Regions from separate parts of the Ovis aries genome. Here region 2 is linked to region 1. A link is a contact called in public Hi-C data. All regions are on one chromosome and are shown on one strand. The core of a region is the stretch at or near the end of the contact, and the rest is flanking DNA. Distances in the headings are between cores, read along the strand shown. Region 1 overlaps ATP8B4 (ATPase phospholipid transporting 8B4 (putative)). Region 2 holds the start of FGF7 (fibroblast growth factor 7).

What was found. Hi-C and Micro-C count contacts between places; a contact is called where the count stands out from the background.
Region 2: a contact with region 1 is called in a Hi-C map of tail adipose tissue, with 2.8 times the contacts expected there. The contact joins the promoter of FGF7 here to the enhancer-like site in region 1. A contact is called at or near these places in 2 of 16 Hi-C or Micro-C datasets (both in tail adipose tissue).

Annotation. Positions count from the first base shown.
Region 1 is chr7:58,358,409-58,365,267 of ARS-UI_Ramb_v3.0, reverse strand. All of the region lies in intron 3 of ATP8B4 (ATPase phospholipid transporting 8B4 (putative)), which reads right to left. Among named protein-coding and RNA genes, the nearest start is that of ATP8B4, 72 kb to the right of the region's middle. Within about 2 kb of position 2,212, at least 4 of the 54 cell types and tissues checked have an H3K27ac peak or open chromatin away from gene starts, as enhancers often do. A contact at or near this core is called in tail adipose tissue, where this site is marked.
Region 2 is chr7:58,987,154-58,993,873 of ARS-UI_Ramb_v3.0, reverse strand. FGF7 (fibroblast growth factor 7) reads left to right here and starts at 3,894. Exons shown (of 5, transcript NM_001009235.2): 1 at 3,894-4,153; 2 at 4,156-4,167; 3 at 4,169-4,179. The coding sequence starts at 3,894. The region is part of intron 11 of FAM227B (family with sequence similarity 227 member B); the gene reads right to left.

The sequences.
Region 1 (6,859 bases), core at 963-3,462:
CTAGTGTATAACCACAGCTTCCTTGAACTCCTTTCAGTCCCCCTCAAAGCTCAATGTAGGCAAATAGTTCAGCTAACCACTCCCTTAGTTTAGCTCTCCAACAGAAACAGCAAAAGTCTTTAACATTTACAACACTGACTACTTGGTGGAGGGGAAGAATAAAGTAAGAAAATGACAAATTCTTCAAGAGGGGGCCATCAAATAAAATATTCATAAAATGAAAAGCATAATTTTTTATAATCTGATTTTATCTTGCAATCATATTGATTAAGAAAACAAAGCAAATAGAAAGTAGTAGATACTGCTAAACTAGTAGACAGAGCATTTCAGGAGTTTGCCTCAATTCTTCCACTGGCAAAATGGAGTAATATTTCTCATTACATTTACACAATCGCTGTGCAGATAAGATGGTATCATAGGCATGAAAGCAATTTTGTTAAGTTGGAAAAAAAATTATACATATACAAGATATTTGTGAGCAGCCCCTCAAATAACCCAAATGGGTTTAGGAAATCCAGTGTCCTAGACAGGATAAACCAGGTATGCCACAGTAACCAACAATTTCAGAATTTTCATGGTTTAACATAATAAGGGTTTGTTTGTTTTTACTCATAATAATTCTCTAGCATGAGCCAGCAAGGAGATCTGCTCATCATAGTTACTTATAATGGACCAACCACCATCTCAAACACTTCCAGTTGCATTAATGGAGGCAAAGAGAACACTCTGAATAGTATCACACCCACAAGTTAATGCTTCAACTGAAATGCTCACAGCTTATAGACCAGAAAGAGTAACCATGTGTCCATAAGGCGGAAAGCCAGAAACACTAACAGACATCAGTAATGGATACCATAACCAAAAATGGAAACTAACCCTAATATTTGAAGAGTGCCAGACACAACAGATAGAAAAAGTAAAAAATAAAAAACCAACCTCAGTGTTCCCAACCCAGTCCTGTTTCAATGCCAGGTATAACAAGTATTTCCCCCTTCACGTCAGCTAACAGTGCCCCAAATTTCTTAGTCCTGTGACCTAGATTGACTCAACTCCCAACCATAACTCCAAGGTCAGGCCTTCTGCTGCTGCTGCTGCTGCTGCTAAGTCGCTTTAGTCCTGTCCGACTCAGTACAACCCCATGGACAGCAGCCCACCAGGCTCCTCTGTCCCTGGGATTCTCCAGGCAAGAATACTGGAGTGGGTTGCCAGATTAGTTTAAATCAATTACATGGCCTACTCTTCTAATTACAAATTTGAATTCAAGGATCAGCACATGACCTACATCATGTGATTATAGTCTTACTAATATATCAGTTTTGGGAATTTGCTGGCAATATAGGCATTTTCTCTCCTACTGAAGTCCAACCTGGAAGAAAGTAGCCTTAGGAGTCACTGACAGCATCTTGGGACCATGAATGGAGGCGGCTGCCAAGAATAAATTCTACACTGAAGATGCAGGGCCAAGAAACACTGAGAATGAAATCAAACCAAGCCTCTTCTGAGAAGAACCCTACCTCTCAACTCTTTAGTTATATCATATGTCCATGTCTTACATTGTCTGTGTTAATTTGAGTTGATTTTTCTTTTACTCCCAACCAATCAAATCCCAGGTAAGAGTCTTAATAACATAATATAAAAGATCAGTTTACATTTTTATATAATAATTTACTTTTATCTCTATATTTGCCTTGAAGGGTGAGTCATGGAAGGCTGAGCCTAACCGCGTTCGGTGGTTGTCTGGGGACACTGCCTGCATCTGTAAATCCCACAGGCCAAACCCCAGGAACTTTCGCAATGAGTACCAAAGTTTAAGCACTAGCAAAAGATCTTCCCAAATTTGATGAAACATTTTTATTCCATGACAGTTATAAAAAGTAACTCAAGATCTTGAAGGGGCAAAGCCTATTTTTCTTTCCAGAAGAGGAGGCAGATATAGTGTTGTTATAGTACATCCTGGATTCCAGAGAGAGAAATAGCCCCGACTAAGGGAGGGATTATCTTTAAACCATAAAATGAAAACCAAAAAGAGACTGTGTCCACAGACTACTTGCATTAAAAAGGAAGTGGCCTAAAGGCATTTGCATCACACGGAAATATGTGCAACGCCCATGTTTATGCAAAGATCCCAAAAGAATGCATGTATGGGGCAAGCGGGTGTGGAGATCCGGTGTCTGGTGCCTCACTGGTACCAGGGAGAACCACAACTCCTCAGTATTAGTCAAAAGTTGCCCAGTGAGGAGCCCACAAGTGTTCCTATTTGGAAGGAATGGAGAAGTGATAACTACAGAGGGAGGGTCAACACACAGATGAGGCTTTACTGAGAACCGCTAAATCCTTATCATCAGCACCAACACCATCACTATCAGCAGCTTCAGAACATTCTCCTAAGCTTCGGCTCCCCACCATGAACAAAAACATGTGTGGGAGGAAAAGAACAAAGGGACACGTCCCTGAACCTTTATCTTTTCATTTAATTTAGGACCTTCTATGTGTCAGGCACTGGATCGTGGAGCCAGGACTACCGATGTGAATAAACAAAGACCCTACCCTCTGAGAGGAAGTTTGCACTTTAGATGTAGGGAGAGAGGCAGACAATAAACTTGTAAACTGATAACACAAAGTAAGTAAGTGATCTGTGCCATGAAGAGAACAGTGAGCAACAGAGCAGGAGCACCTTCCCTGACTAGAGTCTCCTTAAGAAGCTGCTTGTTTGGCTTTCCAGGTTAATGCAACCTCAAGATTTCACTATCTGATAAGAATGCTGGGGCACCTGTCCCCCAAGGATGCCCCAAACAGTCCTTCAGGATAGCAGAAAAAAAATAAATAAATAAATAAAACATATATGTGTGTGTGTGTGTATACACACACACACTCCCATATATATTTTAACAAAATATTCAAAAGTTAGGATTTCCAAAAAAAATGGTTCCTAATGTGCAAAGTACAGACTGTCTTTATTATATATGTATACACATTAATGGACTTCTTTGTGGCTCAGTGGTAAAGAATCCACCTGTCCATGAAGGAGACATGGGTTTGATCCCTGGGTCAGGAATATCCCCTGGAGAAGGAAATGGCAACCCACTCCAGTATTCTTGCCTGGAGAATCCCATGGATGGAGGAGCCTGGCGGGCTACAGTTCAAAGGATCACAAAAAATTTGGACACAACTTAGCAACTAAACAACAATAATACACATATTCATATAAACATATACATAAATACATCTATATAAATACATATATATTTAAGACTCCTCAGTCTGTGGAATTTTCCAGGGAAGAATCCTGGAGTGGATGGCAATGCCCTTCAGGGGATCTTCCTGACCCAGTGATTAAACCCATGTCTCCTGCTCTGCAGGCAGATTCTTTACCATCTGAGCCACCAGGTATGCCCAAATATTACAATTTTATATATATATATATATATATATATATATATATATATATATGAGAATATTGGGAAGGTTTACTTTTCACAAGACGCATATTCAAAAAGCTTGAAGACTGCCAGACAAAACACTGTCATGGTCAAAGGAAATGAGTGTGGCCCATGTGTCATCAAGGGCTTCCCAGGTGGCACTAGTGGTAAAGAATCTGCCTGCCAACACAGGAGACTCAAGAGATGTAGGTTCGATCCCTGGATTGGGAAGATCCCTTGGAGAAGAAAATGGAAGCCCACTCCAGTATTCCTGCCTGGAAAATTCCATGGACAAAGGAGCCTGGAGGGCTACATTCTATGGGGTCACAAAGAGTGGGGTACAACTGAGAGACTGAGTATGTGTCATCAAGACTTAGACACAAAACGGACATGCATGACTCCGTCTGTGATGGTGTTTCTGTGTCTCCCAATAACACCAGCTAACAGGTGTTACATATGACAAGCACTGTACATACATCATCTCAGGTGATCTTTAAAAGAGAAAAAACCAGTGAACTGTTATAATTTCAGCCCATTTTACAGATGAAGAAACTGAGGCTTGCAGCAGTTGCAAGCATTGCTCATAAAAGCTATGTTTCATGGAGTTATGTATTCTCCCTAATGGTATATGTTTCCTGAGAAATGAGTAAGAAACAAGGAGTCTTTAGATTCCCTCTTGATCAATGAACTCATTGATCCTCATAGAACATTCTGCAACTGGTGAAGGAAAGAGCCTCCCTAAACTAAAGCACAATGGACAACGCACACTAATTTAATCAGCTGGAACAGTCGCTCTCAGCCTTTTCAATCTAGGGAGAGCGTCACAGGGCTTGTCTAGGGAGCATCATTTCCCATCTAAGGTCTCAGAAACATACAGTGGCAGCAAGCTTTCAGGAAGGCCTCAGTCTCACCTCAGAGCAAATCTGCCTGGCAGTGTCATAAACCTTGCTCTGTTTTCTACTCTCAGTCCTTGGTTTAGCGTTCCAGCATCCAAAGGACTGTTCTAGAGCTAGTAAGTGGCTTCTGATTAGTAACTTATCTACAAAAAGCTAATATTGGACAATTACCAAGGGAACACATTAAATTTCCCTCTGAGATTAATTTAATCACACTAATTTTTTTGTCTCCAGGGTGTTTAGACATGTACAACATAAAAGACTTTTAAACCATTCCAGATAAAATGTTAACTTTTCTTTTACAATATCTGAAAAAGGACTAAAAAGACTCTTAAAATTATAAAGAGGGAGATTCAGTGTATGATTTCTTCAGAGAGATATGAGGTAAAACAAAAGAAAAGCAGAGAAAAGAAAAAAGGAATCAAAGGTTGTATTTCAGTGGGACTCTCACAGGGCATCCCTAAGCACTTGTTTGTCTCCTAGTTCTGGTTTTCCAAAGCTCTTCTGTGCCTCCACCTTGATGGTCTGATACCTGCTGGGAACAGGGCCCAGCTTTGGCTCATTGGCTCATCTCAGTCCAGGGCTTATGAGGCTTTGGACAACCAGAGTGGGCATTTCTTTGAGGTGATGTGGAGTTTGCTTGCTGAACTACAAGGGCATCTTTGGGTAACTTAGTGCATACAAACTGCTTTGTTTATTAAGACTAAAAATTAGTCTGGGAACGAAGCCAAACTTCAGGCAGGACCTCGGCATTTATGACAATAACAAAGGCACAGTGGAAAAGTCCAGTTAATGAGGAAAGGCTCCCATAAAGAATTTCCCAAAGGGCCAAGGGGTTATAATAACACACTACAAATAGTCTGATCCTTCCTAAGACTATCTCTTATACTAGGGTTCTGCACAAATAACACCAGCTCTGGGGAAGCTGAAACCCTTAGGATCAGATGAGAAATGTGTGTAGCTCTGAGTTCCTATGTTCTGGAGGATGCTGGGGCAACAAGGACCTCAGGCCAGATCATAGAAGTGTCCTCCTCCAAGATTCCTGGGTTTTCCTGGTCTTTAGCCCATTCTCATTCAGGGTAGGCTGATAAACCTAAATTTAGACAAACCCACACTACCTGGCTTTATGATTTTTGTTTGTTGAGTGGTTTTTCTTTGGGAATAAAGGTGTTGAGAAGAGATAACAGAAGAAAAGTTGGCAAAGAGGGAAGGAAATCTGTCTACATGGAATAGGGGAAGAGAGAGGCTTCAAAAGCATCTTCTATCATTAAAACATAATTCAGTTCAGTTCAGTCACTCAGTTGTGTCTGACTCTTTGTGACCCCATGAACCGCAGCACACCAGGCCTCCCTGTCCATCACCAACTCCCGAAGTCTACCGAAACCCATGTCCACTGAGTTGGTGATGCCATCCAACCATCTCATTCTCTACTGTCCCCTTCTCCTTCTGCTGTCAATCTTTCCCAGCATCAGGGTCTTTTCAAATGAGTCAGCTCTTTGCATCAGGTGGACAAAGTACTGGAGTTTCAGCTTCAACATCAGTCCTTCCAATGAACACCCAGGACTGATCTCCTTTAGGATGGACCTGTTGGCTCTCCTTGCAGTCCAAGGGACTCTCAAGAGTCTTCTCCAACACCACAGTTCAAAAGCATCAATTCTTCGGTGCTCAGCTTTCTTTATAGTCCAACTCTCACATCCATACATGACCACTGGAAAAACCATAGCTTTAACTAGACGGACCTTTGTTGACAAAGTAACGTCTCTGCTTTCTAATATGCTGTCTAGGTTGGTCATAACTTTCCTTCCAAGGAGTAAGCGTCTTTTAATTTCATGGCTGCAATCACCATCTGCAGTGATTTTAGGGCCCCAAAAAATAAAGTCAGCCACTGTTTGCACTGTCTCCCCATCTATTTGCCAATTCATTAAAACCTGTGTATGATGTGATCACAAAAAAGAAAAGATTTGTACTGTGATCACATCATACACAAAAGTTTTAATGAATTTTTATCAAACTCACAAGTTTTGCTTAGGATGGCTTAAGTTAAAATAAAGACTACCCTAAATTTCCTTTGAGGAACTGGCAATGGAATTCTCTAACGACATACATAAAAGCAGGCGGATGTCCCCTGTAGGAGCTGACAAAGATTCACTAAAAACTCAAATGAGTGCTGAGTAGACCAAGAGTTGCCAAGATGTGAACAGAGTAAATGCCCAGTGGTTTCAAATGAGAATCTCCAATCAAAACTCACCAGAACAGATATACTAAGCTACTGAACTGATTTGCAACTGAGCTTCTTCTCACTGAAGCAATTTCAGGAACCATACTCCAAGGCAAGTTACAGTGGGCATTTCTTTATTTAGTAGTCAATGATCCACCCATGCATCACTGGAGGCAAGGTGGGGTCAGGGGTGGGGGGGGGGCAGGGAGATAGGAATCATACAACAGATACAAAGCTCCCTTGAAACAAAGCAGAACAGAACCTTTCCCCTGCTTCTTGGATAAATGAATAGAGGAATGAATGAGGGGCACCCAGCTTCATCACCT
Region 2 (6,720 bases), core at 2,645-5,144, 630 kb before region 1:
GTATGAAATTTAAAAAAACCAGAAGGTTTACCCCATCTAGAGATACCTAAGTTAGTTTTGTTTCTGGATAATTCCTTTTGAAATATAATAAGAGATAAGTAAGGCTCTTCATTATGGCTGTGGTGGTTGTAGGCCGACAGCATGCACGCAAGCATTATGTAAACTGATAATCAAAGGATACCTATCCCCTTGTTAAGATTTAATCCATTCACTAATATTACTGCTCTCATATTTTCAAATCACAATGTACAATGGCATCTAATGAACTCAAGATTGCTGGGAAAAATATCACAACCTCAGATATGCAGATGATGCCATTCTTCTGGCAGAAAGTGAAGAGGAACTAAAGAGGATGAAAGAGGAGAGTGAAAAAGCTGGTTTAAAACTCAACATTCAAAAAACGAAGATCATGGCATCTAGTCCTATCCCTTCATGGCAAAAAGATGGGGAAAAAGTAGAAGTAGTAACAGATATTCTTTTCTTGGGCTCCAAAATCATTGCGGATGGTGACTGTAGCCATGAAATTAAAAGGACGCTTACTCCTTGGAAGGAAAGCTATGGCAAACCTAGACAGTGTATTAAAAAGTAGAGACATCACTTTCCAACAAAGGTCTGTATAGTCAAAGTTTTTATGATTTTTCCAGTAGACATGTACAGATGAGAGATTTGGACAAAAAGAAAGCTGAAAGTCAAATAATTGATGCTTTTGAACTGTGGTGCTGGAAAAGATTCTTGAGATTCCCTTGGACTGCAAGGAGATCCAACCAGTCCATCCTAAAGGAAATCAACCTTGAATATTCATTGGAAGGACTGATGCTGAAGCTGAAACCCTAATACTTGGGTCACCTGATGGGAAGAGCTGACTCACTGTAAAAGACCATGATGCTGGGAGATTAAAGGCAGAAGGAGAAGAGGGAAACAGAGAATGAGATGGTTAGATGGCATCACTGACTCAATGGACATGAGTTTGAACAGACTCAGATAGTGAAGGACAGGGAAGCCTGGCGTGCTACAGTCCATGGGTCAGAAAGAGTCAGACATGACAGCGACTCAACAACAATAATAAACTTAGAGTAAACAGATTACAATTTCATATTTACTTTGTTTCTAATTTTAATTTTATAATTAACCTTATACAACAAGTGAGGCACTAAGTACTCTTCATCATTTTTGAATTTAATTCTTGAGCACTTAATTAGCAAATTTTCTGATTCCATGATTTCTTAGTATAAAATCTGTAGGGTCAATGTGGAACAGATGAATTTAGTAGCTCTTGAATATCTACATGTAAATTAGCTGTTAATAATTTTCATTTCTTTAGAAGGAATATCTGAGTCCTAGGAGTTCTAACCCTGTTCATTATTGTTGCCTACAAAACTAATGGAGATATGATTTATAACATAGTAGCATCATATTTTCTTTTTTGTCTCTTCCTCCTTTTAGAGAAATACATGATGGAGTATTTTGTAGTCATCTAGCTTTCAACAGAGGCAATTATAGAAGGGTCATCCCCTTCTGCTCTAATAAACTTAGAAAAGTCATATTTGGTGCCTAAAGAGTAATTGAGTAAATTTAAACTATGCTGTGCTCTTGATTCTGTTCCCCCAAAGCATAGACACAAAGGGAAATTATAATTTATGATACAATTGAATGTATGAAATACTTGATTTTCTTTTCCTATTTGGTTTACGTGCACCACCTGGTGGTAAAGTAGTGCATTTCAAGTGGAGTGTGTGTGTGTGTGTGTGTGTGTGTGTGTGTGTGTGTGCATGCACACACTGAGAGTATTAACATGGGAAATAGAATGTTAATATGTAAATATTGCTTTAGATTAACAATGCAATTATTTTGCAACAAATACCTAATGAAACTCTAGTATACTAAAAAATACATGCTAGAACAGGAAACTAATATATACATGTTAAAAAAGGGGAGAATAACTCATGGTGGAAAGTAAAATAGCATTCTTTTTTTTTACATGAGCTATACCTCTTAAAATTCCATCTTTAAATGAACATATATTTATTGCATCAGTGTTCTTACTGAGGACAAGAGTCAACCATTGATAACCAATATAAAACCATATAAATTTTTCTGTATTTTTAATTTTTAAGAATAATAATTTTAAAAGTATGTATCCTCTTCCTGATCTTAGTAGGGTAAGTAACAGATTACAGAATTTTAAAACTACAAGGCACCACAGAATCACCTAGACTAATTTTACAAGTATAGTACCTGAGATTCAGAAACATCAGGTGACTTGTCCAAGGTCATACTGGTAATTAGTGGCTCAACTCAAGCAAGAATATTGTTATTCTTACTTTCAGTCTAGCAACATAAGACATAAAGTTATAAGCAATGCTGAAATATCTCTTTATGAAGAGATATCCCCTTAACTCAGCTATATACTTCTTGAAGAAACTAAGGTGTGACTTAATACATATTAGGAGTTTTATTCTAACATTCTGAACACAAAGGAATAATAGTAGCAATGTACGCTTCATAAATCTATGTAAAAGATTTCCTGTTAAAAGATCCCTTTACATATATGGTCAAAGCAATATTTTTCAACTTATTTCAACTGCTATGAGACAACCTAAAAAATTCTGTTTCCCCTTCTAACTGCTTCAGAGTCAGAGATTTGTTTCTACAAAGTAGGTACCCATTTGTAGATCTGAGCATAAACCATGTTCATAGCTCCCTCTCATGACCACTGAATGAATACTATACAAGCCTCTTTTATTCTCACTGTTGTATTCAACAGCTTACTGGTTAAGTTTTAATTGCTTCCAATGAGGTCAGCAAAGGTATTTATCGAAAAGCTCCGAATAAAAGGCTCCACACACACACACACAAGCTCACACGCGCTCACACACACAGAGAAAATCCTCTTGCCTGCTGTTGATTTATGGAAACAATTATGATTCCGCTGGAGAATTTCTCAGCTGAGAAATAGTTTGTAGCTACAGTAGAGAGGCTCAAGTTGCACAGGGCAGACAACAGACATGGAATTCTTGTGTATCCAGCTGTTATCAACAGAACAAGTAAGTGACTGTTACTTGTCTTTAAAAATAATGCTAAATGTTTGTTAGTAGTTTATCTATTTCTCTGGTTTTAGTACTGAGGGGAAAAGTAAAGTTACTAGACTTTTGAGCCGTGTGATTATCTACAGTAATTACGTTATAGAGCTTGCATAAAGATAAGGTTGCAATTCTCCAGAGCAATTCTGATGTTTAACTTGAGAACTGTGGGCAGTTCAGAAGAAAATGACTGTCAAACCACAACCGTAAAAGAATAAAGACATCTAGGAAAAAGCATTTATATTTTGTTAATAGGAACTTTAGAACTGAATTTAAATCAACAGCTCTAAATTGCCAGATGTTTCTTATCAAATAAGGACTGGAATGAATGGTACAATCATGTTCAGATTAATCTCTACTAATATAGAATTTTTATAAGTCTACAAATAGAGTGGTAAGGACCCTGACATCCTCTGTGAAAACTGTTTTAAATGTACCTTCACAGTAAGAATTACACAGTATGTTGTAATAGTATTTGCCCACTGAAATTTATACACTTTTCATCTTCCTCTCTCTCCTCCCTCTCCATTCTTAATCTCTCATTGCAAACAGAAGTCAAGTAGCAAACAGCATCTCAGCAACTGAGTTTATTACAACCTGCTTTTATAAGGATATACCAACAGAGAGTTATTTAAGGAGGACTCCTATACTGCTATCAGGAACTAAAAGGATAAGGCTAACAATTTGGAGAGTGCAACTGCTCTTCCTTAAACAGTTCACAGATAGGAAGAGGTCAATGACCTAGGAGCAACAATCAACTCAAGATTTAATTTTCATTATGTTATTCATGAACACCCGGAGCACTATACTATAATGCGCAAATGGATACTGACATGGATCCTGCCAAGTTTGCTCTACAGATCATGCTTCCACATTATCTGTCTAGTGGGCACTATATCTTTAGCTTGCAATGACATGACTCCAGAGCAAATGGCTACAAATGTGAACTGTTCCAGCCCCGAGCGACATACAAGAAGTTATGATTACATGGAAGGAGGAGATATAAGAGTGAGAAGACTCTTCTGTCGAACACAGTGGTATCTGAGGATTGATAAACGAGGCAAAGTCAAAGGGACTCAAGAGATGAAGAATAATTACAGTAAGTAATGTTTTCTTATTTACAGAAAAGCTTATGAGCCTTAACAATCTGTGAAAAGATCAATTTTCAAGTGACATGCTTTCTCAATTTCCCTTTTTTTGGGAAAACAATTAAATGTAATTTTCTATTGGGTTTTAATTGGGATAAACTATGTTCCTAAAAATATCTCCTGGAGTAGGGCAAATATAATAATATTACAGTTGGAGCTGATAAACCAAGGCAATTTGAAAATATATTCTCCATGTCCTAAGCTCAAATACTCATATGTTAAGCAAAAAATAAATATTACTACTTATACTGAAATGTGATTTATTGTCTTCTAGCAAAGCTCACTAGGAACTCTACTAAAATACTCAGTGAATGCTCACCAAAAATGCATTATCATTAGTTTGAGGAAATAAAGATTTTTTTCAAAAAATAATTTGATTTCTCTTGAAGAAATATTTCCATGGTGTCAAATACTGAATTGTGCTAAATTACTTGTGCAATTGTATATAACTATAAAACAGATAGGAATCTGTGGTCTCCTCATCTGTTCATGTCATAGGAACTTGTATTTGATTGCTTAATTATTTACCTAGGCACAAAAACAGGCTCCTCCTAACATTTTTTTAATCTTCATATCCTATGCCATAAAAGTTCTATGTTACCTTAAGGGAAATATAAATGTGAAGGAGGAAATAAAAGTGAGTTGGAAGAGACATTAATTTCATGATTCAAATGTAGATAATTATATTTTCTTCAAAATCAGTTATTCTTTTTATGTTGATGTATCAGGTTTGGATTGATCATTTAGCAGTTATGATTAATAACCAATTTCAAAAGTACTAAATTTTATGGAGTAAAATATATACCTGAACATGTACACTAAGAATTTAAAATCCCTGAGTGAAAAGAAATTTTGTTTGCATTACCAGCACTTGAACAATGTTATAACATATCATTTTATAATGTTACATATGTTAAATTTAATTGAAAAAGAATGCATGGGGGTGATACTGTAAACATTTGCTTAGCATAGTGCCAGGCTTACAAGTGAACATTTAAAACTTTGCTGCTTATTTAATAAATGTTTTTTAGGCTTCTAAACTATTAATAATAAACCAATATGGGAATATGGAGAATTATGTTTCCAATATGAAAATGAGAGAAACTAGTTTTTAAACTATAATTGATATAGAATGTTAAGGCCATTTTAATGGATTGCTAACAGTATGGTTATTATTACCTCTATTAATAATGTTATCATGTTAGTTCTAGAATATTGTCCTGATTATACTGAAGTTTAGCTAAGGAAATAACTATTTGGAGGAAAGTTTTGTGGATAGCTATTTCTATGTGAGCAAAAGAATCTGGCTCATATCAATAAATGACCCCATGGACTGTGGCCTGCCAGGCTCCTCTGTCCATGAAATTCTCCAGGAAAGATACTGGAATGGGTAGCCATTCCCTTCTCCAGGGGATCTTCCCAACCCAGAGATCGAACCCAGGTCTCCTGCACTGCAGGAGGATTCTTTACCATCTGAGCCATGAGGGAAGCCCATTTAAAAGTTACTGAGATTTATAATGGATAACAGAACTTGGTGGAGAAAACAGAGCCCAGGTGGAAGTTATGACAGATAGATCCAATCCCTGCCTGTGACTGACTCTGGTACAACTCCTTACTTTTTCCAATTCTCATTTTTCAATCTGTAAGATGTGGGATATGTACAGATGATCCAATATACATTTTAGTTCTTACAGTCTATTTTATTCTAAACTTTGGAATATATAACATAAATGTGAACAATCTAAATTGTCATATAATTACCATACCTATTGAATGAGATGAAAGTGAATATCATCTTAATGATAAGTTGAGCTGTCAGAACTAATTTCAAATTGTAGTAGTAAAGTTACTGAGCCTAAACACTGCAGAATTCTTCCATATGCTCATTCCTTTTGACTGCTTTTACCAAGTAATGAAAAAGTGAAAAATTAGATGCAAAATTCAGTGAACGTGAACAGTATTCATAATTATTTGGGATCAATTAGAATATCTAAAATTGGAATACCTACAATAAGAATGCATTCAGATATATGTGTCTTATTTTGTATTAAAATTTCTTGAAACTATGAAACTCAGGTATTTTAAAACATACACAAAGTGCTAAAGTTTCCCATAGTTTGAAACACAGTTTAGCACTGACCTTGAGGAACCATAAAGCCAGTATGCTACATAATTTCACTTCTAACACTAATTCTAAGGTAAAAAATAAAGAAACAAAGAAAGTGAGGAGTAAAGAAGAAAGAAGGAAAGAAAGTCACAATACCAATGTAGTAAAAGAAATAATATGTATTATGTAAATAATCTTATTTCTAAAAGCTTTTTCATAGGCTGTATATACTTTCTTGATAGTATATACTATATATAGTATATACTTCCAGGTAAATTCTCCTAGAAAGGGAAGCTTACATCTGTATCCTTTCAGTAGGCTCCAAACTGTTGTCAAGTTTTGCTGCTATCTTACTGAAGAATAAGCCTGTCAGACTTCTTCATAA